Regions from separate parts of the Oryzias latipes genome. Here region 2 is linked to region 1. The links are chromatin contacts, called in public Hi-C maps. All regions are on one chromosome and are shown on one strand. Each heading gives the region's core, a stretch centred on a gene start, on an enhancer-like site or on the middle of the called end of the contact. The rest is flanking DNA. Distances are from core to core; before and after follow the strand shown.

The links. A called contact is a pair of places that touch in the nucleus more often than the background predicts.
Region 2: a Hi-C map of embryo shows a contact between it and region 1, with 3 times the contacts expected there. The contact joins the promoter of nuak1 here to the enhancer-like site in region 1. A contact is called at or near these places in 5 of 5 Hi-C or Micro-C datasets (embryo, fibroblasts and gastrula embryo).

Annotation. Positions count from the first base shown.
Region 1 is chr6:12,270,890-12,275,979 of ASM223467v1, forward strand. No RefSeq gene overlaps it. Among protein-coding and RNA genes, the nearest start is that of LOC111947495, 5.3 kb to the right of the region's middle. Within about 2 kb of position 2,747, at least 1 of the 8 cell types and tissues checked has an H3K27ac peak or open chromatin away from gene starts, as enhancers often do. A contact at or near this core is called in embryo, where this site is marked.
Region 2 is chr6:12,361,850-12,367,555 of ASM223467v1, forward strand. nuak1 (NUAK family SNF1-like kinase 1) reads right to left here and starts at 2,059. Exons shown (of 7, transcript XM_004069900.4): 1 at 942-2,059. The coding sequence starts at 1,208.

The DNA.
Region 1 (5,090 bases), core at 1,497-3,996:
ATAAGAGAAAAAGGGTGATTGAAGAAGTTGGGGGATGATTAAGAAGTAGGAAGACATAAAATCAGATAGCAACAAGTTGCTGGAGGTTTTTCATCATTACTGTCAGGTGTAGATGTTGCTCAAAAGGGGCCCCCAGCACCAGAGAGCAGGGGGGGCCAGGGGCACAGAAAATGCAAGCCCCAACCAAGCAAGAGAACTGCCCTTCCATCGCGCCCATGGGTCCAGCACAATGCCTACTGGCACAGCAGGAGGGCTGTTCTCTGGCTGGGCTTGACTTCTGGGCCCCCTGAAGTCAAGTCCAGTTTTTATGTTAAGTCTAAATTTATGATTGATTTAGGAAGTATTTGTTTTATATTTGGCAATCAGCAATTTGTAGATGCATGAAAAAAACAAGTGCTGTTGTGATATAAATACTGGGCCCATCTTCCTTTGAGAGAGGAAATGTCCTTCTCTAAATAAAACACATCAAAATACAAAATGAATAAAAGTAACAATTTAGTTGTTACAAAATAATTTAAGTGAGTTTTTGGTACTTACCATGTGTTCTTTCCTGCTCAAACAAGCCCTGCCATAATTCATAGAAAACACAATAAGCAGAGAAGTTTATGCAGACAACTACATGCATAGCAGATGGCTACTAATGTTTTAGTTCTTTCTGGGTTCTTTCTAGCAGGAGATATTCTGTTTTTAATACTTAAGCTTGTAGCAGCTGCGGCTGCTGGTCTCCAACCAAGTCACCAACTGCAAGGGAAGGAGTCTACGTCCGGTTGTCACTGGAACGCACATTCTCAGTGTGTAAGTGATTGTTTGGCAGACACTTTTGGTTGTATAGTGAGAACGGAAACTTGAAATAAAGTATTTTTTTTTTGCTATTTTTTTTTTAAGGATGTACCGTAGTGTGCTCAGCTCAGACTTGACCTGGCACACAAGAGCTTGAGAACCAGAAAACGGTGCTGATCATTGCTGACCTGCAACACTGATGTCTCTAAAATACTGAAATAAATGTTTGTCTTTTCTTTCAGTTCCCCGCCTTCTGATTCTGCAGTTCTGAACTTACTAAAAAAAATGAGCTAAATTATTTTCGCTGAAATTGGTGTTGGTGGGTGCCTGAAAACTCATGTTTCCATAAAACAAAAACAAAAATGCAAAACTCTTTGAAAACTTGTAAACAGATGATCTATGAAACCAAATTTTTATACTTTGATTTTTCTAAATGTGCAGCTCTGGTTTAGTTTTTTTGTTTGTTTTATTTTATATAGATCATACTGCTTTCCCTTTTTGTTAGCTTGTTTCTTGTATTTTCTATGACATCATTGCCAGTACAGGTTGGTAATTAAGAATTCACACTAGTTCGACTACATTGATTCACTTACTCTTCTTTAGTTAATTGACCATCTTCAGTTAAGTTATAGAAGTTTTGTTTTCTCATTGTTTGATCATTCTGTTAAACTCCCCTATTGTCTAGACTTGGTTGGTTCTAGTTTTTTTGTGTTTGATTGTCTGAATTTTGGATCCTTTCACAACCCCATTTCATGAAACGGAATAAATATAAGATAAGTGAGTGCTTTACAAGACATCTAAAGCAGCAATAAACCCCAAGGACAAGGCAAAGGAGGCAAGCAGATATTGACAAAAGAAGAAGAGGTGCTTGAAGGACTCTACGTGGACAGATGTTTCACAGATGCTGAGGCAGGATAGGAAAGAAAAGTCAGGCACAGAAAAAAGCCTGGACATGTCAAACCCCATAATAAGCATATAACTGTGTTTGTGGGAGTTATTGATGGATCTAAGGGGGCACAGACCTGAGCTGCTTAAAAAGAGACTCTTCCATAAGGATACATTGTGAGTCATGTATCATAAAATGCATCATAAAATGTTTTGGTCGTTTATCGAGAGATCATCTGCTGAAGGAGGCCCACCATAAGTGGATCAAGCCTGGGTTTGTATCCTATAATTAGGCACCCCAGACCCCAGATGGGTTCGATTCTCTTCATCTCTTTGTTCTAAGGGTTGGTTCATAGATTGTGACAAGTTATTTATTGCCTCCCTTTTACTTTGCCCCATTTTGCCAAACCCCTTAAAAACTATAGATGGGACAAAAGCCTCTGCACTCCATCTCCACGGGTCACTCCATTCTTTGTTTCATCTGCTAACAGCAGCTTCCTACTCTCATCCTCTGTATCTATCACAAAGGTATTGTTTAGTGAGGTAGAATTTGGCAAGAGTTTGACAACAAGATGAGATGTGATCCTCTAATCCAGGCCACTTAAATCTGACAATGCATGGTGTCAGTTGGCCCATGTTGGGGGGTCAATTGCTGGCCTTTGGCTTACCCCTGTCCCAGGAAAAGAAGGAAAGCACTAAAAGACTGGCTTGGTTACCGAACAGGGTTTACAGCATTATTTCTGTGCTACATGAAGTTTGTATCAAGCAATTGTAGAGAAAAAAAACAATTGATGTTTAATGACAACAAAAGTGCAGAGAAACTTTTGTATGTCTAGATTTCTCTTAACAGAGACGATTGTCTAAAAGGGGTTGGGAAGGAACCACGAGTCCCGTAAACAAGATAATGAACTGCATACTACAATTCGGTGGCAGGTGAGCCCATAATCAAACCACAACTTGTTGCTTGCAGGTCCTTTTCTCTTCTAACCCAGCAATAAATCATTCCACAGCTGCACCATCACATGGGGTCCTTTACCCTCTGCAACCCCTTCCTTTACGATTCGGGTCGATGAGAGAGGGGATAACATTCAGAAATGGGGGTAGCGTCTGAAGTTTGAGATGTTATGGTTGGTGTGCAGGGGGACAGGCCTCTCGAGAGAGGCTGTTTGAGGTCTGGGATGAGAGACTTGAACATTACTTTAGATTAGGCTTCTAATCCCACTAATGAAGGCCAACTTTAGTGCTCCTCTGTTGTATAAACTGCCATGATTGTAATGCCCATGCAGAAGTGACAGATCCAGCTCCTTGTCTTTCATCAGCACTGCAGTTACACACAGGCGGTTGTTAATCAAGTCAAGATGATGAAGGAGAATGGCGGAGTGTGTACGGACATACACATGCAATTAGTCCTCAGTGTGCTAAAGTGGGCTCGGAAGTGTGCACCCACAGCTGTTTGCCTTTAATCTGCTCTTTGTTAGCATAAACGATGGAGCACTAAATCACAAAGGGAATAAGTTGGCTACACTTTTGTTCCAAGCAGAAAATGATTTTGTCATTTACAATTCAATCATGGTAAGCGTTCACTTCCTATTTCCTAAATGGAGCCTTGATGGGTTTTTAACTGCTCCTAACTTCACATTGTCTCTGAACTGTACATTGTCCTGGTTTTTACACATGGGCATGATTTCAAACCAAATACATGCTTGTCTAGAAGATATTCCACACAAACAGCAAGAGTAATCACACGTTTACTCTATGGCTTTTGTTTCCGCATACCTAAAACATCCTTTAAGCTTTTCCTCAGTGTTTTCTTGGTTCTTACAAATCTGCAGTTTGCTGTTGAGTTATTAAGTAAGAGATCATGGCAGTGCATTATCAGAAATTAATGCACGGCGTGGAAGGTACAACTATACTAGTTATACCATGGTCCGGGTGAATACTAAATCTGAAAACAGATTTTTTTGATCTGTTTTCCAAGTCTTCTCAGAGGTCTTTTAATTACGATTATGCTATTTTTTGAAAAAATTCAAAACCTGAATCGTTTTCTAGGACACAGTTTCTGCAGAGCAGCATTGGTTTATTAGAAATTCACCTAAGAATTGTGGGTGGGACCGTTGGTGCGGAGGAACCCCGCACCCCCTTCCTGTCAGTCATGACAGAGTTATCTGTTAACATGCTCCCCTGCTGGCTTACAGCTCCTGACTGTGTAACTGCTGAGTGCTGCACAGGTGTGCATAATGTAGGTTTAAGTGTACACACACGTAGAAAAAGTAACAACCAAATAGTTTCTGTCATATATCGTTAGCACATACCTTATACACACTTTGTATGGAGTCAAAGTAATGGCAATAAAAACGTGTGACAAAACTGTACCGTGTACGGCATACAGCTTTATGCCTCCAGAGACAGAGAAAAAAAAACAACACTCCTACACACAGAGATACACACAGACAGAGAGGCTTTTCTCTCTAATTATGCTATTCCAGGAGCTGTAATGATAACTCTCTCCTTCCTTCACTTTCACTCCATAAAAACACTCCAGTGCTTTGATAAATTGCACGAGATTCTCCATTAGCCAGCCAACAAGGACCGACGCTCAACCACAATTGTATGTGCCAAGCCACCACTGTCCTCCCCACATCCTTACACCTCCCTCTGCCACCCATAGTTCCCCTCAAGAGGAAGCCACAGTCTACACAAACAGAAATGCCAGGCAACTTATTTTTCTTTTCTCAGCTGTAGACCATCAAGCCTAAGTTTGGTCATGTTTAGAGTTGATGCAAAACTCTGACAAATTCCGACTTTCAGCTGCATTTGGAGACAAAGGCTTTTTTTTAAATCCAGGTTTAACGGGAGAGGTGGAATTCCAAGAGGTTATATAACATCAAGGATATAATCTGGCAGTGGTGTTAATATCATATCATCAACAAGCAGTGTTGGTAGTCTTTAGCCAAACACTCTTCACACAATACCCCTGCAACCTAATCTGCGTAGGTCCCTCGTGTTTCTGAGATGAACACTTCAAGCAGTGATAATCAAGGTTTGGACTTTATGTAATTCTTTGTTTCAATGTGGTCCTACATTTCTCTTGTACAAATAATTCTTTCAGGGACCATCAAATTACATAATACCTTAAATAAATTGAACTCAACTTTGTGTACAATATGGCACTTTTGATTCCCAGCTCATCTGTTTCACATGTCAAACTCTTCATTAAAAACACATTACATTAGTCTACAACTCTTTATAAATCTCACAGTCAGAACTCAAACAGTCTAAAATTCACGCTCCATTCTTTAAATTTCACTTGTGAAAGAAGATGTTTGCTTTAATGTAATTGGTATTAAATACATATTGAATAAATCATTTGTGATACACTGCAAATTATTTATTATTGCAAAGATTTAAAACCCTGTTTTTAGAAA
Region 2 (5,706 bases), core at 809-3,308, 90 kb after region 1:
TCCACATGCCCTGCCAGAGTGAGTGCAAGGGTCATATTTTGCCACATGTGGAAATATTTGGGGAGATGTACAGACCTATAAGGACATTAAAGCAGGAGAAGGAGGGCTTACTCTGACAGACACGGTGTACCACATCAAATAAGAAACAGAAAATGCTCAGACTTTTTCAAGGCAGGAAAGACTGAATACTAAGAACTGGAAGGAAGCATATATTCATATTTAATTGACATATTACTAATTCATTTCTTAAAAAAAACTGTGTCTGCTTCTTAAAGTCCCAATTGAATCATCTTTGGATCCATTGTTGAGGCATTCCAATTGGTCTTTGAATAATGATTAGGGCGTTTTAAGGCCATTTGTTTTTTTAAATGTAGTTTTCTCTTTCATCTTCACCTTATTCACAACAATTTGAATAAAGACATACTCGAAAACATAATTTTAAGCTGAAAATACTTTATATGTCCTTCATTAAGGGAAAAATGCTACAAGAACGGGTTAAAAACACGATTCTCATTGGAGTGGCATTTGACGTGTCAATACGTCAAATATCGAAATGCTTTCACAAACTGTCACAGTTCAAGATCACTAAACATTTGGTGAGTCTGGTCAAAGGCTTTTTAATGCATTTTAGTGCACATCCAAATGAACATTGTTTTACTTTTTTTTGTATTTAGCCTGCAACCTTCACAGGAGGTGCGTCAGTCAGCCGCTCAGTAGCTGGGTTTGCATTCCAGCATCCGGTTGTGAGTTTTTGCACGGGACGAGGCGTGTGCAGCGCAACTCTGCTGGCCCCGTGGGTCTGTTTGAAAGCACTGGGGGAATCCCCAGTGGGGCCAGACTTCACAGAGCTGCAGCTTCTACTAAAAGCATGCATGTGATATGCGTCTGGGGCGCACTAAAAGGACAGACGGATATTTACAGCCCCTCTGAAAGTGGCTCACCTCTCTGCCGGAGTGCCGCTCGATGGCCTTCTTGACTTTGCCGTACGTGCCTCTCCCCAGCGTCTCCAGCAGCTCGTAGCGGTGTTTCAGATTGTGCTTGTGGTGGTGTTTCTTCACGCCTAAGCTCCTGTGTCCATCGCCGCTTGCCGGGGTCTCCTCAGGTGAGCCGCCGGCAGGTGGAGGTGGCTTGGCCGCTGCGCCTGCCGGGCCCCCCTGAGACTCTGGGCTGGTGGCCCCCCGGTGAAGCTTCGAATACGCAGCCTCCATTTCAGTCTAAACGCCCCTGACAGCCCTTCCACTGATAAATACTTTGATTCTACCTACTTAAAAACACTGATACGATAACACTTAAAGGCCTAAAATTAACAACAATAAATAAATAAATAACAAAAAATACCACTAGCGATGTTTTTATGCGTGGAATCTAACATTTCTAGATTGCCTTCGTTAAAAAAAAGTTATTTCCATCGCTTTTAAAATGCATGTTTTATCTCACCTATGTTATTATATTACCTGCACTAATTGACTCAAAGAGGCAAAATCGGTCTAAAATGATCGATTCAAACATAATCTACTGATTGATAAAGCATAATCTAATAATCCGTGTTCAGATTTCGGCAGCAGGCTGCATGCCGGAAGCTGAACACGCTTTCGGATGTAATGTATTGGCTATAATAACCCTTCGCTCTCTATCCCATTAAAACAATCTGATCCCCCACGAGCGCGTGGGTGAACGCATGATCGCATCATCTGTCATCCTGCACGCGGCCAACATCACGAGAAAGGCGAGAAAGCTGCGACGAAACCGGCGTTCTGGATGAAGATGACCCGCATTTTGTCCACGGCCCAGGTGCTGCACCTCATTCATCGCCGGCAGTCATCCGGCGGTGAGTCTGCGGGCTCCGCGGGGCGGCGGACGGGAGCAGAGGTGCGCGGCGGTGGGACTCTGTGCTGTGCTGGGACGCTGTGGATGTGGCCATGGTCGCTTCGCTTCTTCTCGCTCGGGTGCCCTCCTGGTGCTTCTCCTCCTTCCCTGTCTCTCTCTCTGTCCTCGGCATTGGGGGGCTGAGGAGAAGGAGATGATCTGCGAGCAGAGGCGGAGTTAAGGCAGTCCTCCTCCTCCTCCTCCTTCCCCGTCCTTCCTCCTGCCTCTCTTTGTGCTCTCATCCCCTCACCTACAAGCTCCAGGGGCGTAACCAGCCGCAATGTGGGCAGGGGTGTCCCCACCTTCCACTCCTCTCATTCACTCTTTTGTCCTATATTTTCTTTAAAGGAAAAAAACATCCATTGTTCCAGCATGTATGGAGAAAGGCTGTATATTGTGTTGCTTCGTGCTCTAAAGATGTCTTTCGTTTAGGGCCCCTATACTCACTTCAGGATCAGATTTCCTTTGCCTGTAATCAGATTTCTCTGTTCAAAACACGTCTCAGTCCATTCCTCCTTTCATAGTAAAATGTATTGTCAAAGGAACATAATCTATTTCAAAATAGAACAACAAATGCAAAGGGAGGATGGACGAATCCCAATCACAGGACCCAAGAAAACACACTTTAAACCCAAATTCCTCATTTATTTGATAGAAATTACTCTCCTCACATGTGACGTTATTAGGTACACCTCTCAATACCAGGTTGGATCCCCTTTTGCCTTCAGAACTGTCTTAATCCTTGGTAGTATATTCAACAAGGTAATGGGAACATTCCTCAGAGTTTGGTTCACCCTATCTTGCTGTATCCTGCTGGAAGCAGCATCAGAAACTGGGTTCACTGTGGTCATAAAGGGATGGACATGGTCAGCAACAATACTCAGATAGGCTGTGGTGTTGTAACCATGCTCAGTTGGTACTAAAGGGCCCAAAGTGTGCCAAGAAAGTATCCCCCATACCATTACACCACCACCAGCAGCCTGAACCATTGATACAAGGGAGGATGGATCCCTGCTTTCATGTGGTTGATGCCAAATTCTGACCCTACCATCTGAATGTGGCAGCAGAAATGGAGACTCATCAGACCAGACAATGTTTTTCCAATCTTCTATTGTCCAGTTTTGGTGAACCTGTTTCCTGTTTTTAACCAAAAGGAATGACACCCAGTGTGGTCTTCATGCTGATGTAGCCCATCTGCCTCAAGGTTGGATGTGTTGTGTGTTCAGAAATGCTCTTCTTAGACCTCGGTTGAAACAAGTGGTTCTTTGAGTTACTGTTGACTTTCTATCAGCTGGAACCAGTTTGGCCATTCTCTTTTGATATCATCAAAGTATTTCTATCCACAGAACTGCTGCTCACTGGATATTTTCTCTTTTCAGGACCGTTTTCTGTAAACCCTAGAGATTGTTGTGGGTGAAAATCCCACTAGATCAGCAGTTACTTAAATCCTTAGACCAGCCCATCTGGCACCAACAACCATGCCACATACAAGTTCACGTCAATCACCTTTCTTCCTCATTTTGATGCTTGCTTTGAAATGCAGCAGATTGTCTTGACCATGTCTGCATGCCTAAATCCACTGAGTTGCTGCCATGTGATTGGCTGATTAGAAATGTGTGTTAACGAGCAGTTGGATAGGTGTGCCTACTAAAGTGGCCGGTAATTGCAGCTCATTGAACTTCAGATATATTCAGCCCTTGAATCCGGTCAGAAATTAAAAGACAAAAATCCATATGGTACATAAATGTATTGTCCTTTTTTCCTTTCTTGCTTCCCCTCTTAAGCTAACCATTATGATGCAGTTTTTATGGCACTGAAAAAGGTGAACTAAGCTATAATCTTAACAATAACCTTTATGAGTCGGCATCTCTGTACTTGCACATAATGAGGGGCAGCATACCTGCACTTGGCTTGTTCAAACCTCTGCGAAACATAGTGAAATAAGGAATGTGGAGTTTATTGGTTCACCAAAAAGGAATTACCTTAGCTAGTTCAGATTGGGATGATTGAGATGAAAGCCCCAACATGCAGGTAGTAACATCGGATGACGGGAAATTAAATAAGATGAAGGCACGTGACAAGTTTGGAAGTAGACATCACACATATCCTGTAAATGATTTATGTGACCCCTGTTTTTAGATTCCGATAAAATTGGAAAACATTGGTTTATTTTTAACTCAGTCTGGATCTCAACATCACATGCTATTCATTTTGAATATATAATATTAAAAAGAAACCTCAAAATAACTTTTGATATTTAATAAATTCCAAAACTGAAGGAGAGGGAGATAATGTTTCTACAAATGTAGTTTCCTCCAAGGAAAAAAATGAATTAACCATCAGTACATGGTCTAAAGTGATACCTTGTTTAAAAACTTTTTTTTTTAATCTGAGCTAGATCTTTGACAGGATGATTTCAGATTTAAAAATTCACTTGACCATTATTTGAACAAAGCTAAATGCAGAAGAGGTGAGTATATGTGGGGACAAGCATCATCCTCCCTCTGCTCTTTATTAAGGCAATCAATCAGAAAAATGTATGCAAGGGTGGAGAAAAGAAACTGACAAAGCAATTGTAAGAAAATACTCAATTCACTTCACTATCTTGACTATCCCATGTAATATACTGATCTATGTTGTTTTCAACAACCAGACCACTCTACTTTGACCCATGCTGCAGTTTTCCACTGTGATGTGGCTGCTAATTAGAGGAAACAAGTTTGCACTCAGATCAGACGTTGAACAAGATCAAACAAGTTATGTGTTTTTTTTTTTTCGTTCTTGCACAAACTGACATACTTTTGCATGGTATTTCAGGTCAAAGAGCTATTACACTTGCGTGTCCATTTATAGCAACTGACTGAGATGAATATCTGGACTGTTTCCTCCCTTGGCCTCATTTGCACTCTCGTTGAGACTGAGGCTGCCATGTTTGCCGAGTGTGACAATACTGCCACCTTGTGGTGAAAGTACTTCGTACTTCAAAGTGCAGTAATATTCATTCATTCATTCATTCATTTTCTATTCCGTTTTGTCCCTTTCAGGGTCAAAGGGCTGCTGGAGCCTATCCCGGCCACTTGTGGGCAAAGGCAGGGGGTCACCCTGGACAGGTCGCCAGTCTGTCACAGGGTAGAATGTCCTCAATCACACACCCATTCACTCTCACACCTAGGGACAATTTAGGTTAACCAATTAACCTATAAAGCATGTTTTTGGACGGTGGGAGGAAGCCAGAGATCCCGGAGAGAACCCACACAGAAAGGTCCCCCATTGATGTTGGGGGCCGGGGGCCTTCTTGCTGTGAGGCAAGAGCGCTAACCACTGCGCCACTGTGCAACAATACCAAATTGTAAAACAAGAAAACTCAACGCATGTAAAACAAATAAAAATATAAAAATGTCTACTTGTGTCAGTGTTTTAACTAATCTGCAATTCAAAATATATTTGAGAAGTGTTTTAATATAGTAATGGCACCTGTTTGCTTCCTCAATTGCTATGTTTTATCATTTTTGACCCAACAAAGAGAACTTTAAAAAGGGAACTTCAACGCATCATAAATATTTCTGTCTAGTCTGTTGTTCTGTTTTTGCCTATTTCACCACCTTTTTTATATATGAGTTTGACCAATTATTTAAGTAAAACACATTTCCCCCACATAACATTTTCTTTGTTTTTTTTTCTTTATCAAAAAAAAAGTCTGAGCATAGTTTGGATCTTTTGATTGTGGCTCATAGGACTCTTGTTGCTCCCCTGGCTTAATATAAAAAATTGCCTATAAGCCTAATTTGTTTTTGTAACTTTAGCTTAAATAGCTCCTTTTTGTAAACAACTGAAAAGCAG